Linked DNA regions of Gossypium hirsutum: region 1 is linked to region 2. A link is a contact called in public Hi-C data. All regions are on one chromosome and are shown on one strand. The core of a region is the stretch at or near the end of the contact, and the rest is flanking DNA. Distances in the headings are between cores, read along the strand shown. Region 1 overlaps LOC121212495 (a long non-coding RNA gene). Region 2 holds the start of LOC107894479 (aspartic proteinase nepenthesin-1).

Region 1 (6,816 bases), core at 1,468-3,967, 130 kb before region 2:
GCCATGATTATTCCTCCACCAAAATGAACCCATTATGTTTTCCAATTCTACACAAAATGATTTTGGTAAAAGGAAACAGGCCATCGTATAGGTGGGAATAGCCTGTAGAACAGCCTTAATAAAGACCTCTCACCACTTTGTGAAATATGCCTAACACTCCAATTGTTGATTTTCTGCTTCAAACGGTCTTTCAAATTTTGGAAAGCCATTTTCTTCTTACGATCCACCATGTTTGGAAGCCTGAGATATCTCTCCGGATCGGTCGAACAACGAACATTAAGAGCCTGAAACACTCTATTCTTGTCTTGATCCTTCACATTCGTACTGAAAAAAATCGTGGATTTTTCATAATTAACACACTGCCCCGAGCAAGACTCATACTCTCCAAGAATTTCTTTCAGCACATTAATCCCCTGATTCGATACCTCTCCAAACAGGATACAGTCATCTCCAAACATGAGGTGAGTTATAGGTAGGGCCGACCTATAAACTTTAGCACCATGAATTTTTTTCCTGACTTGCTAGCCCCATTAGCGCAGAAAGCCCTTCTCTGTAAAATAAGAACAGATAAGGACTTGAGGGATCCCCTTGATGCAAACCCCTAGAAGGCTTGAAACTTGATCCTTCTTCCCCGTTAATCAAAATGGAATACTAGATAGAATTAACTCAACGGATAATAAAATCAATAAATCGTTTGTTAAAACCTATTTTTGACACCATTCTTTTAATGAATGGCTACTCCACTCTATCATAGGCCTTACTCATATCAAGTTTTAAAGCTATGAAACCATTTTTCCCATATCTTTTATTCTTAAAAGAATGAAGCACCTCATATGCCAGAAGCACATTGCCAGTTATGAGTCTACTAGGTATGAAAGCACTCTGTGAGTTGTCAATGCACTCATGTAAAGCCTTTTGAAGCCGATTAGCAATAGTTTTTGCAATAATCTTATAAATAATTGTACATAGACTAATGGGGCGAAAATTCTTTAGATTGCTAGGATTAGCAGTCTTGGGAGTCAACACTAATTGGGTTTTGTTTATATCCTCCAAAGATTTGATGTTATTCAGAATATCTAAACAAAAAATGCAAACATCCTTACCAATAATGTGTTAGCACTTCTGGTGGAAAATTACCGGAAAACCATCAGCACCCAAGGCTTTTGTAGGCCCCATGCTTTTCAAAGCCTCAATTATTTCCTCCTTTTAAGTGGCCGTCAAGCTTTGGTTCATTTGATCCAACACACATGAATGTACCCCAGAAAGAATATGTTTCAAATCCCCAACACCTCTAGATGCAAAAAGATTCGAAAAATACTCATGAGCAATACTCTCCGCCTCCTTATCATCTGTAATAAGATATCCATCCCTTCTTTGCAAACCCTTGATTCGATTGACATGTTTTCTTTGGGAAGCAAATTTATGAAAAAATAAAGTGTTCTTGTTGCCCATTTTTAACCAATTTGCTCTTACACGTTGCTCCCAATATTTTTCCTCCTTGTCCATCTCCATATTCAAATGAAGTTTGACCTCGACTATTTCTCCCAAGTTCTCTTCTGAAATCTCCTCACAGTTTAGTTTCTCCAATCTCCTAGTCAACCGTTTCACTTCCCTCCCTCTTTTGTTCTTAATTTTGTTCCACCAAACTTGCAAATTAGTTACCATGGTTACCATTCAAGATAAAAAAGAACCAAAACTACCCTCCCATAACTTTCTTACCTCCTCTTAACACTACTCTTCCAAAACCCACCAGACTTCAAAACGAAATCTATCGGATTGTCCACCCATCCTGACATCCTCTGTTTCAATGAACAAAGGACAATGATCTGAGAAAGAATGTGGAAAATACCTCAAGGTGTACTTTGGGAATTGTTGAAGCCAATCATCATTGGCAACTCCTCTATCAATTCTTTCTCTAATATCCGTTCTACAGTTCTACCTCTTTGCCATGTGAACCATGTGAACCAAGCTCCCGAAAAACCTATATCCTTCAGTCAACAATCTTCCAATGTTATACGAAAGACCTCCATTCGAGCCTCCTCCATTAGCAAACCTCCTTAATTTTTCGTGAGTGAAAAGAATATCATTGAAGTCCCCCCAACCAACCATGGCAATAAGGTATTCCTCCCTAATCTTTGAAGTAACTCCCATGTCTCCGATTTATTCCTAACCTCTAGAGCCCCGTAAATCCAATGAATCGCCATCGAGAATTTTCTTCTTCTTGAATCTCACCATCAATATGATTCTTTAAGAAACTCTGCAAATTAACTAAGTTATTCCCATTCCATCCAAGGCGTAAGCTTCCTCTAAAACCTTTTGCCGTCTACACCATTAAAGAATCCACACCTTCTAACAACCTCCATCTTTGTAGCACTCAATTTAGTCTCCATAAAGAAGATAATTTGGGGATGATAAAACTTCAGCATACTCTGAAGTTTTCTAACTGCTCGCGGACTCCCCAATCCTCAAATATTCCAGCACATAATTTTTATTGCCTTCGATTGGTATGCCCAATGACAGCCGACGATATCTATTTAGAATGAGAAGAATTCTCCCCTGTAACCTCCAATGAATCTTGAGTGTTAGAAATATTAAAGATCAAAACGTTAAATCTCTGCCTTTTTTTTCCTTCCTCATTAATAAAAGTTTCATCCTCTAGCTCACAATCCATAATTGCCACCCCTACCCCCTACAAATGGCCCAGCCCACCTAAAGTTGCCCTTTGGGCATCCTCATAAAGCGCAGGCCAGATATTTGACTTTTTCCACGTTCCAAATCCTTATCTTCATTATGGTGAAAATTATTTCCTTGTTGGTACTCATTCAACACGACAGGAAATTTGGTACCTTCCAAATTAATTCCAAGAGGGAAATTAAAATTTCCTCCTGATTCTCTCCCTTTATTTTTGCTTGATTGTTGGCTAGAAAATTGCCCAAATCTAGACTTTCCAAAAAAACTGTTTTCTCCTTCTCCCCTCAACCAGATGCTGTTGACAATGGAGGCCTTTCTCCCTTGAGTTCTCAGTGACAGGTCCTAGCCCATCTCTAATTCCTGCATTCCATATTGTAACCTCATCGGACAGAAATTATCTCCATGACCAAGACATCCATATAAAAAATGGAATAGAGTTAACTTTTCATACTTAAACTTTGCATAAGTGAACTTGGACTCCGAAATCTTAATTTTCTTTTGTCTTGGTAAAGATTTTCGAACATTAAGCTGGACTCGAATCCGCATATAATTCATATACCCATTGGACAACTGCTTCATGTCGTATTCTAGAAATTTTCCAATAAAATTTCCAAACTGAACTGCCATAGAATCCCTGAAGAAACTTGGAGGCAGATCTTGAACCTGAATCCACCAGTCTGCAAATACCAACAGGAATGCCATAGGATCTTCACACTCCACGAGACGATGGAAAACCAGAAGGTGATTATTAAAAGTCCATGGAGCGCCTGAAATAACCCGAGAAATATCCACCTCATTAAAAAAATTAAAAAGAAAGCGTTTCTCCCCCAGATCAGAAATTTGCACACCCTTCAAAGGATGCCAAATATTAGCCATAGTATTTCTCATTGCAGGAAAATGCACCACACTAGCAGTAAGATAACACCCCATCAAATAGAAATCATACATCACATTTTGTTCTTTAGAATCAACTGGTAAAGAAAACGCCTCATCTTCACCATCATTCAGATTTAGATCGGCTATTCCCCAATCCATTCCTGTTATTAACTAAAAAACCATCCCCACCGAACTGAAAAGCAAGTCGTTAGAACACTGAAAGACTCAAAAATCCAGAGGAAAATAAGACAGTAGAGAAACAAGGAACAAGAATAAATCGTGTCATAAAACGACAGACAAAGACGTGCCAAAGCGGCAAACTTTTTGTGTAATGTAAACTTTCCATAATATTTTTTTTGAGCCTCCAATTTTAAAAATAAAAATTTATTCTAGTTATCAATTTAATTTTTGAATGAGTTTTTTAAAATTATTCCAAAATGGATGAAAAAATTAACATTTATTAATTATGCTGATGTGGCATACACATGAATTGTCATGTGAATGACATACAGATATTTAATTACTTTTTTAAAAATTTAAAAATGTTAAAAAATATTTTTTATAATTTTATATTTTAAATAATTTTAATGATTTTTAATTTTTAAAAATATTTTTTGAATTTTTTGAATTTTTAAAATTTTAAAAAATTAATTAAATATAATGTGTCATTCATGTGGCAATTCACGTGTATGTCGTGTCAGCAAAGTTAAAAATATTAACATTTTCCCTCATTGTAAGGTGATTTGAAAAAAAAAACCACAAGTTTAAGAGGTAAAATAGACAAAAATTAAATGGAGGGCTAAAATTATTTTTTATAAAGTTAAAAGGCTAAATAAATCATTATATCTTTAATTTTAATGTTGCTTTAATGGCTTTCTTAATATATTAACTAAAATTTATAATTTAATTGATTATATGAGTTATTAAAAAGAACCTTTTAATGTTGTATAAAATATCATTTTATATTAAAAATAATCTGAAATGTACGTCTAACTTTAAAGAAAATACTTTGCAAAATTGATAGAGAATTTAAGAACAGTAATGAAATTTACAAAAATTGAGCTTGGAAACTGGAAACTAAAATAAGGAAACAAGTGACCATACTAGAGGGTGCAGAACGGTAATAATTTGGGTCAGTCAAAGGATTCCTTAAAATTGGAATTAGTGGCTTCTATCAAATGATGAACCCAAAAGCTTTCACAAGGTAAATCCAAACCCTAAGGGTGCGTTTGGTTCGCTGTATTGGATTAGAGGTGTATTGGATTAGAAGTGTATTGGATTAGAGGTGTAATAGCAAATCAACTGTTTGGTTGAATGTAATGGAATAGAGGTGTAATAGCATAGTGGAAAAAACTAAAATGACTAGAATACCCTTAGCATAAATTTGTTTTGGTAAATGATTATTGTTATTATTATTTAAATTTTAATAAGATTATTATTATCAATAATAAATATTTTAATCATATTTAAACATAATTATTATTAAATATATTATAATTAAAATATATAATTTAATAAAATTCTTAATAATTAATATTCTTATATGAATTTACTCAAATCATAATATATGATACCATAAAAGATAATTTGAAATAATTAATATTAAATATATTTTAATTAAAATATATGATTTAATAAAATTTAAAATAATTATAACTAATAAATTATCTTACATGAATTTGTATAATTTAAAATAATTATTATTACATATAATTTAATAATAATATATAATTTCATAAAATTCTTGATAATAAAATTTCTTATATGAATTTATACAATTTAAAATAATTAATATTAAAAAGAACTAAAAAGCACGTCCCGATGAATTTGGATAAATGATTGTCTAGATGCACTTGAATCAATAAATTCATTCTTGATGTAAAAACCTTTTTTATATTAATTTATAAAATTTAAAATTTCAAAATACTAATAATATAAATAGCCACTTATTAAAAAATACATATAGAATGGATCAAGATAAATAGGTGTCCAAATTCAATTGTATCTAGATAATATTCAAATAATAAACATAAAACAGAATGGAATGAAGAGGGCAAACAGTAAAAATTTTGCCATAAAAGTATGACTGCGGATGCCTGCTAAATAGAATGCATGTCTTACAAGATCCACCTTGTTTCTCAAATGATTGGATAAATTTTTCTCACACAATTATTTTCTTATCATTACAGCCTAATCTTTCCAACCCAGATCACCGCACAAGAGAAAAAGGGATTAAAACAACAGAAACGGTTTAGAAATTCTAGTCGAGACCAAAAGCTTGGCCATTAAATTCACAAAGATGTCAATAGCCCCAGTAGTCATTCCGGATCTCATCATCGAATTTCTTTTTAAGCTCTGGATGTTTCTCAAAGTACTCGTCTGCGGTCATGGTGCTGATTTTTTGCTGTTCATAAAAAAAGATAAAAAATTCAGCAATTGTGATTTGGAACACAACAACACACATTCCGGCATTGTTTTATTTATTACCTTAAGTTCTTGAACCTCGGCAATTTCTTTCTCCAATCGCTCAGACTCTTTCAAGGATTTCTCCTCTGCCTCTTTCAATTCTACAAGCTATAACCACAAATAAATAGCACATCATTCGAGGAAAAAACTTGGAGACAGGGTAAAAGAGAGTCAATTATCCTGTTGATTCTCACCAATTCATCAAATTTTGGTTTGTATTGAGGAGTGACGGTGTTAACAAACTTGGGGATCTCTACACCTGCAATGGAAGAGTATATAACATTTGTAACGGTGAATCCCTCAAAACTCCATCCAAACCTTATAACAAGCATGATAAATATGATTACTTCGACTGCTAGAAATTGCAGACAAGTGAGAATTGAGTAGCTAGATGTCTATATTTTCTTCATTCTACTTTGAACATAAGTATAGGAGTATCTCAAGTTTTGGTGTCCAGAAGAATCTGATCACATAATAGCATTATTGAAATGAAACATCTACGGCATTAATCTGAAATTGTTAAATGCTAATAGCATTCAACAAGTGAATTGCACATAAATAAGAATTGTATTTGCAAACAAAATAGCAGCCAATTTAAACAATGTCCTCATTGGCAATTGATTTCCATTGAACTTTCAGTGAAGTATGGGGCATGGAACTGATCTAGGAAAGATCAAGGAGATCTGGAGCTGGAAAATGATCAGAGAAATATAAAGCAATAGCAATATAAAGCAAAGGGCACAGAAATCCTCAGGAATCAGAAAGCTCAATCTGAAACTGCAA
Region 2 (6,405 bases), core at 2,242-4,741:
TAATATATTTTAAAAGTTTTCTCAATGATGGAAAAGATAGATATGCTTACTTTGAAGAACATTGCTACAGTTGAATGGCAAATAGATTAGATTTTTAGGCAAAGAACATAGTGGTTTTGGGGTTTCGGAGTGTGTAGATTCAAATAAGTTACTGAAAAATACTTGTTCTTTATGCTTAAATTTTTAGGTTTGTGATTAAATCAGTGATTTGATTTTTACTGGGTTATAATTTTGCTTTGTTTTGTTATTGTTTAATTATTTTGTTCAATCTTGTATGGGGGTTGTTCAATTATTTTGTTTATTATATTAAATTTTAGGCTTTAGAAATTAAATGGTAAAATTGTTACCATATCCCTAGGTTTAACAGGTTGACCTTTTTTTCAAAAAAGTGCTATGTGGTGGTATTTTAGTGATCCACATGTATTGCCACATGATGTGGTAGTATTTTAGTGATCCACATGTATTGCCACATCATGCTTTAATGCCATTAGATCCAAGTATTTTTTTGGAAGATGGAAGCAAAGAATAGGGACACGCTAGATATTTAGGGCTAGTTTAACAATGCTTTTAAAAAGTGTTGTGAAAAAATCTTTTGAAAATTTTGGTTTAAGATTTGAGTGTTCAGTACTGTTGTCAAAAAGTGCTTTTAAGAAATAAAATGTCCATCTTAGACATGATATTATCAAGTAACAAATATGCATTTAAATAATATTTAAATTGGTTAATATTATTATATTTTAGTAAGCATATAAAAAATAATTTATTATAACTTGTTGTTAATATTTTAATATATGAATATAAATTTTAAATATTTTTAAGCAATAAATATTAATTATTTATAAAATTTAATTAGAATATATAAACTATATTTTAAATATTTAAATATAATCATTAAATATTTATAATTAGATATTAACATATTTGCATTATTTTAAAATATACTTTTTTTATTTTTAATTAATGATTTTAGTACATTTATAATTAAGCCTCAAGAAAAAACAGGGAAGGGAAAGTACTATGTTGTCGGAGGGGTAAAAAAATAATTAAGCACCAAAAGTACTTTTAGAAGAGGAAAAGCTAAAAATTTTAGTTTCTCATTTCCAAAAGTGTTTTTCATAAGTGTATTTGAAAAGGAAAAAAAATTCAACCAAAAACAGCTTGTTTAACACTTCTTTTATTTCAAAAATATTTTTCAAGCCAAAAGTGTTTTTTTTAGACATTACTAAATAAGCCCTTAGAAACTTTAGGTACACATGGAAAGTTTTACTAAAATATAGAGGGCAGGTTTGCCATTATCCCTTAATGTTATATTGTTTGAACTCTTAAGCTTATATAAATAAAGTGAAGAAATGTATGTATTTTTTTGAGGCCTAAAGAAAAGTTAAAAATAAAAACAAAAACAATTGGATTGACTAGTAGATTTTGATTCGGACTAAAAAATGTGTTGTGCCTTAGTTGGAGGAATCAATTCTTCTTTAATTTACAAATCTATAATACTTAATCGTTTTGGTTACCTAAAGTATTAACATAAGTAAAAGTTTTAATTATAAGTATTGAAATAGTTTACCTGAAGGGAAAAAATATAAAATTGGTATCTAAATTTGTCCATTTCTTTTAGATTGATATTTTTTATTTTTTATTTTTTCAAGTTGGTATCTGAAATTTTTTCTATCAAATAAATTAATACTTTTTTGTAACACCGTTAAGTTCAGGATATGTGACAAAATAATATTGTCACATGTTGTATTAATAACATCATGATGTTATAATTAATAAAAATATATTAAATATTTTTTTTACAAACTGCTCATGGTCGTCATCCCAAGCGATGGTGCAAAGATGCTGTCGGTAACATCGTCTGCAAGCGTTTCAGTAACTGCCAAGGTTGCCTCTGTTTCGAGTATGACCACGTTGTTTCTTTCCACAAAGGCCTATTTCTCAACAACCCATTCACTTTTTCACCAATTCTCTTCTCCTTGCTTTGTTTTTTCATTTTTCTTTCTTTCTTGAGATTTTAATTTTAGCTGATTTGGAATGGGTTTAGTGTGATAGCGTTAATTTGAGCTTAATGAACAATTGAATCAAAAGAGAAGCCAAAGAGTAATGATTCATGTATTGGTAGGGTCTTGTACAGTGTAAGGCTTGAGACAAATACAATAACTGTCTTCGACACCGTTGTTAAGTACTCCTTCGATAGAAGATGTCAACGTCGAACATGAAGTTGTTAACGCAATCGACTTTTCGAACAAAGAACAAGCAGCAACAACAATAGAAAATGGTGAAGGAGAGGAAATGAAATCAACCATTGAAAACAAACATGTTTAGTAGAGCAAAAAAGAACAAAGGAAACTGGGAGAATAAAGGAATACTGAGAAAAAGAAGGAAAAAATGGAAAGAAAATAGAATAGTTGTTAAAATATATTATTTAGATTACAACATTATTATAACGTCATTAATGTCATGTGTCACAATATTATTCTGTTATCTATCTTGAACATAACGACGTTATAAAAAAGTACCGATTTAGTTGACGGAAAAAAAGTTTGGATACCAACCTATGACAATAAAATCATAAAGTACTAATTTGGGAGAAGTGGATAAGTTTAGGTACCAATTTTATATTTTTCCCTTAACATAAAAGATAAAGTAGTAAAAATTTAAATTAAAAATTTTAAAAAAAAGTAAAATTTTGATAAAAAATAAAATTTCTTCCAAATAAGTATAATTTTTTTTTACACGAGTGATTAAAAATTATCAAACGAAATTAGTTTATTGCTAAGTTATGTATTATGAAGTGTTGAAAAACAGTACCCTTATTATGAAATATAATATTTTTTTTTTGAATATTTACCATTCTGTCCGTAATTAATCTCCTTGCTTGAATATTTTTTTCCACTATATTTTTTCTTCTTGGCCTCTTTCAGTCTTTCTTCTTCTTTTCTAGTGAAGTTAAAAACTGGTATTCAATGTCATCAGTATACCTCACATTTCTATTAACATATACTTGGTCTTTCTTGACAAAATCGGAGTTTTAGGCACACTGGAAATTTCACAACTCTTTCTTCTCCCGCTTCCCTTACCGTTTACCCTTTCACTCTCAACCTGTAGCAACCCTTGAGGCCTCGTTTCTTCATTAAGCCCAGCTTCAACCACCTCATTCGCATTTATAGAATCAAGGCCCATCTCCCTCATCAGCCCAAGTTCTTCACTTGAATCATTCATTCTTTCTTTGGTAAATAAACATATAAGAAAATGGAGGATTCTTATCCATATATGAACTTAACAATTGTGGCAGAATGTTCAATTTTAAGAGTTTTTTTCCCTAAATTTGGGTCCGCATTTTTGGTAACAAATGATATCATTAATACAATAGATAGGTTCTTGTCATTTAATTTTTCATTATACCAAGTAGTATCATCAATCAATAATTGTATTGTATATAAACACCAATGGCACAATCGTATGGTAGCCATACTTTTTCTTTTCAAAAATGCCTTCAACCCTTGGTTTTATCAATTCTAAATTGCTGTTTTGCCTCTTGGTAACGTCAATTCTATACCATTCTGCATTTGTTACTTCAAAACCTACTGGTTTCAGTCTAAGGGCTGTCATAGATGATTCTCCAGAGTCTCCATTATATCTTATTGAAAACTTGACTATAGCCGAAAGGCTAGAAAGATTGATCAAAATTTCCTATTCTAGGGTTAATTATTTGAATCTAGTTTCAAGTGGTGATGCAAAGCTAGTTCCTGATAATATTCGGATACCCATGCTCCGAGATGCTCTCTACTATGCGGTAGCGTTTACAATAGGAAGCCAAGGACATCCAGTGAAGTTGTTGATGGACACTGGAGGTGGTTTAATTTGGACCCAATGTCTGCCTTGCCCAAATTGTTTCCCACAAAAGCTTCCAATTTATAATCCCGCTGCTTCCACCAGTTATGCCACACTTCCTTGCAGCCATCCTTTTTGCAACGGCGACCGGAGACTCTACAATTGTGAACATGGTCGTTATTGTGTGTACAATGCTCAATACAGTGGTGGAGCCTCTACCAGTGCCATTGCGTCCACGGAAGCATTTCATTTCTTTGTCGACCAACATAGTACGCACCCGTTCAACGTCATCTTTGGCTGCTCGTATGATAGTCGGGATATTGCTTTTATGAACACTGACATTTCAGGGATCTTCGGGTTAAGCTTCTCACCGGATTCAATGGCATCCCAGTTTTCGGCTTTGATTCAACATCGATTCTCGTACTGTTTAGCCCCTTTTGATGATGTAACCCCTCGTCCTTTGGTTTTAAGGTTTGGAGAAGACATTCCACAACTGCCTCCACAAAGTGTTGGATCAACACAGTTGATAGCCTCTCCCACATCTTATTTTTTCTACTTGGGATTGAAAGACATATCTGTTGCAGGTCATCGTATAGGATTTCCACCATCTATTTTTCAGATTAAGCCAAATGGGTTGGGGGGTTTCTTCATAGACTCTGGAGCTTTGTTCACTCATATTGATGCTGATGCACTGGCAGGGAATGCATATGCTGAAGTACTAAAGGGGTTTGCTGCTTACTATGGGTCAAAATATCTTAAACAAACAGGGGCAAGTCCAGAAGGATTTGAACTATGTTATGAGCGTCCACCAAATTTTGATGAATTTGCAACTTTAACGTTCCATTTTGATGAATCTGTTTACACCGTCAATGGGCAATATATGCATGTTATTGCCCCTAATTTTTTCTGCGTAGGAATATTAAAAGGAAGTTCGGTTTCTGTTCTTGGAGCATGGCAGCAACAAAATAAACGTATCATTTACGATGGGGGAAGGGGTGTACTCGAATTTGCTGATGAAAATTGTATGAATGATATTGCATGATTGAATCCAGACAAACAAGTTTATTTATTTTTAATCATTCGGAAAGTTTTCACTAAATTCAAAATTTTCTTTCTGCCAATTTCATGATAGTTTCTCTTACATGTATTCTTGAGCCTTTACATATTAATTATAATAAGAGTATTAAAGTTTTGTTCAAGGTCAGTCTTTTTCTTTTCCTTGAAATGGAGAGAGCCTAAAATTTAAACATCACAAACAGAATTGCACACACCACTATCAAGTACCCTTTTAGGTGGGTGGTGATTGTGGTACAGATATATCTCTTACCTCTATCATTATTTTCAATTTTATCGGATATAAATGCACTGCCTTTTCAAAATCATTCTAAAACTATTTAGGAATTTTTATAGGTGATTTTCCAAATTTATAAAAGTAGAAGTCATAGGTAGTGCTCATTTTTATCATGTGATATTCACAACCTTATTAGCGTCTCAGAAAATGTGCTTGAACTTCACTTGCCAATCTCCAACGCACCAAAATGCGTCGAGCTTCAAGACCATTGTTGTCGCCCATAATGAAGTCTATGGCAGTAAAACAATCACTATCCAGCTGTACCACGCGGAAACCAGCTTACTAAGCAACAGTGAGACTATCGACCATAACCCTTAATTTTGCACAGAAAATTGAGTTAATGTTGATCTAACCACTGAATCCAATAATCCACTTGCCGTCGCTTCTTTGCAACCCCTGATGGATGCCAAGTGCGAATTATTCTTGACCGAATCATCTATATTAATTTTTTTTCTACCCATCTAATAAAGGGGTTCACTCAATTCTTTTAATTTTTAAGTAATGGAAAGAAATCAGATGTATCACCACATGTAATGAATGTATTTTTTCGTTAAATATAAATTTATATAGAACCAATACAAGATTTCTGTTCGAATAAGGTCTAATTAAATAATAATAATTCATAGAAAATAGAAATTTTACTCTAAGTAGAATCTAGGAGGAGCTGCAACACTCCCTTGTAAATACTAGGGTTTGTCTCATCTATCAATCAACTAGGCGTAATTTGAGTCTTTCATGTATTTAGTATAACTATATGTGTTATTTGGACTTTTATCCAACACTTATAATTTATCTAACCCAATAATTATTTTTTTATTTTTCAAAATATTAATTAATTATATTAATTTCTCAATTAAATTATTTTCTCAATCCATATCCAATTTGGTTAAAGTCATAATTTACTGTATTAGAATTCAAAAGGAAATTAATTTAATTGTCTTATTCAATAAATTTATTGATACTTATTAATTTAATTCTCACTTTAAACTCAATTATTTAATTATAATTAATTAAATAATAATTCAAAAAATTAAATTAATTTCTAAATGATCTTTTATATTTAACGAAAAAATACATTCATTACACACGTTATGTAGTACTGATATTATGTCGAAATATAATGGAAATTAATTTTTAAGGATAAATTTTATTTTTTGGAAAAAAATACTCATAGTTTTCAATTTATAGGGAGAATTAACTTTCTCATTGAAAATTAAGAA

Evidence for each region. Hi-C and Micro-C count contacts between places; a contact is called where the count stands out from the background.
Region 1: a contact with region 2 is called in a Hi-C map of leaf, with 2.3 times the contacts expected there. The contact joins the enhancer-like site here to the promoter of LOC107894479 in region 2.

What each region holds. Positions count from the first base shown.
Region 1 is chrA13:95,173,967-95,180,782 of Gossypium_hirsutum_v2.1, reverse strand. LOC121212495 (a long non-coding RNA gene) reads left to right here. Exons shown (of 4, transcript XR_005907743.1): 4 at 6,673-6,816. LOC107893519 (ATP synthase subunit d, mitochondrial-like) reads right to left here and starts at 6,639. Exons shown (of 3, transcript XM_016818542.2): 1 at 6,228-6,639; 2 at 6,055-6,141; 3 at 5,702-5,971. The coding sequence starts at 6,365. The coding sequence ends at 5,870. Within about 2 kb of position 2,717, at least 8 of the 9 cell types and tissues checked have an H3K27ac peak or open chromatin away from gene starts, as enhancers often do. A contact at or near this core is called in leaf, where this site is marked.
Region 2 is chrA13:95,041,268-95,047,672 of Gossypium_hirsutum_v2.1, reverse strand. LOC107894479 (aspartic proteinase nepenthesin-1) reads left to right here and starts at 3,491. Exons shown (of 1, transcript XM_016819751.1): 1 at 3,491-4,876. The coding sequence starts at 3,491. The coding sequence ends at 4,876.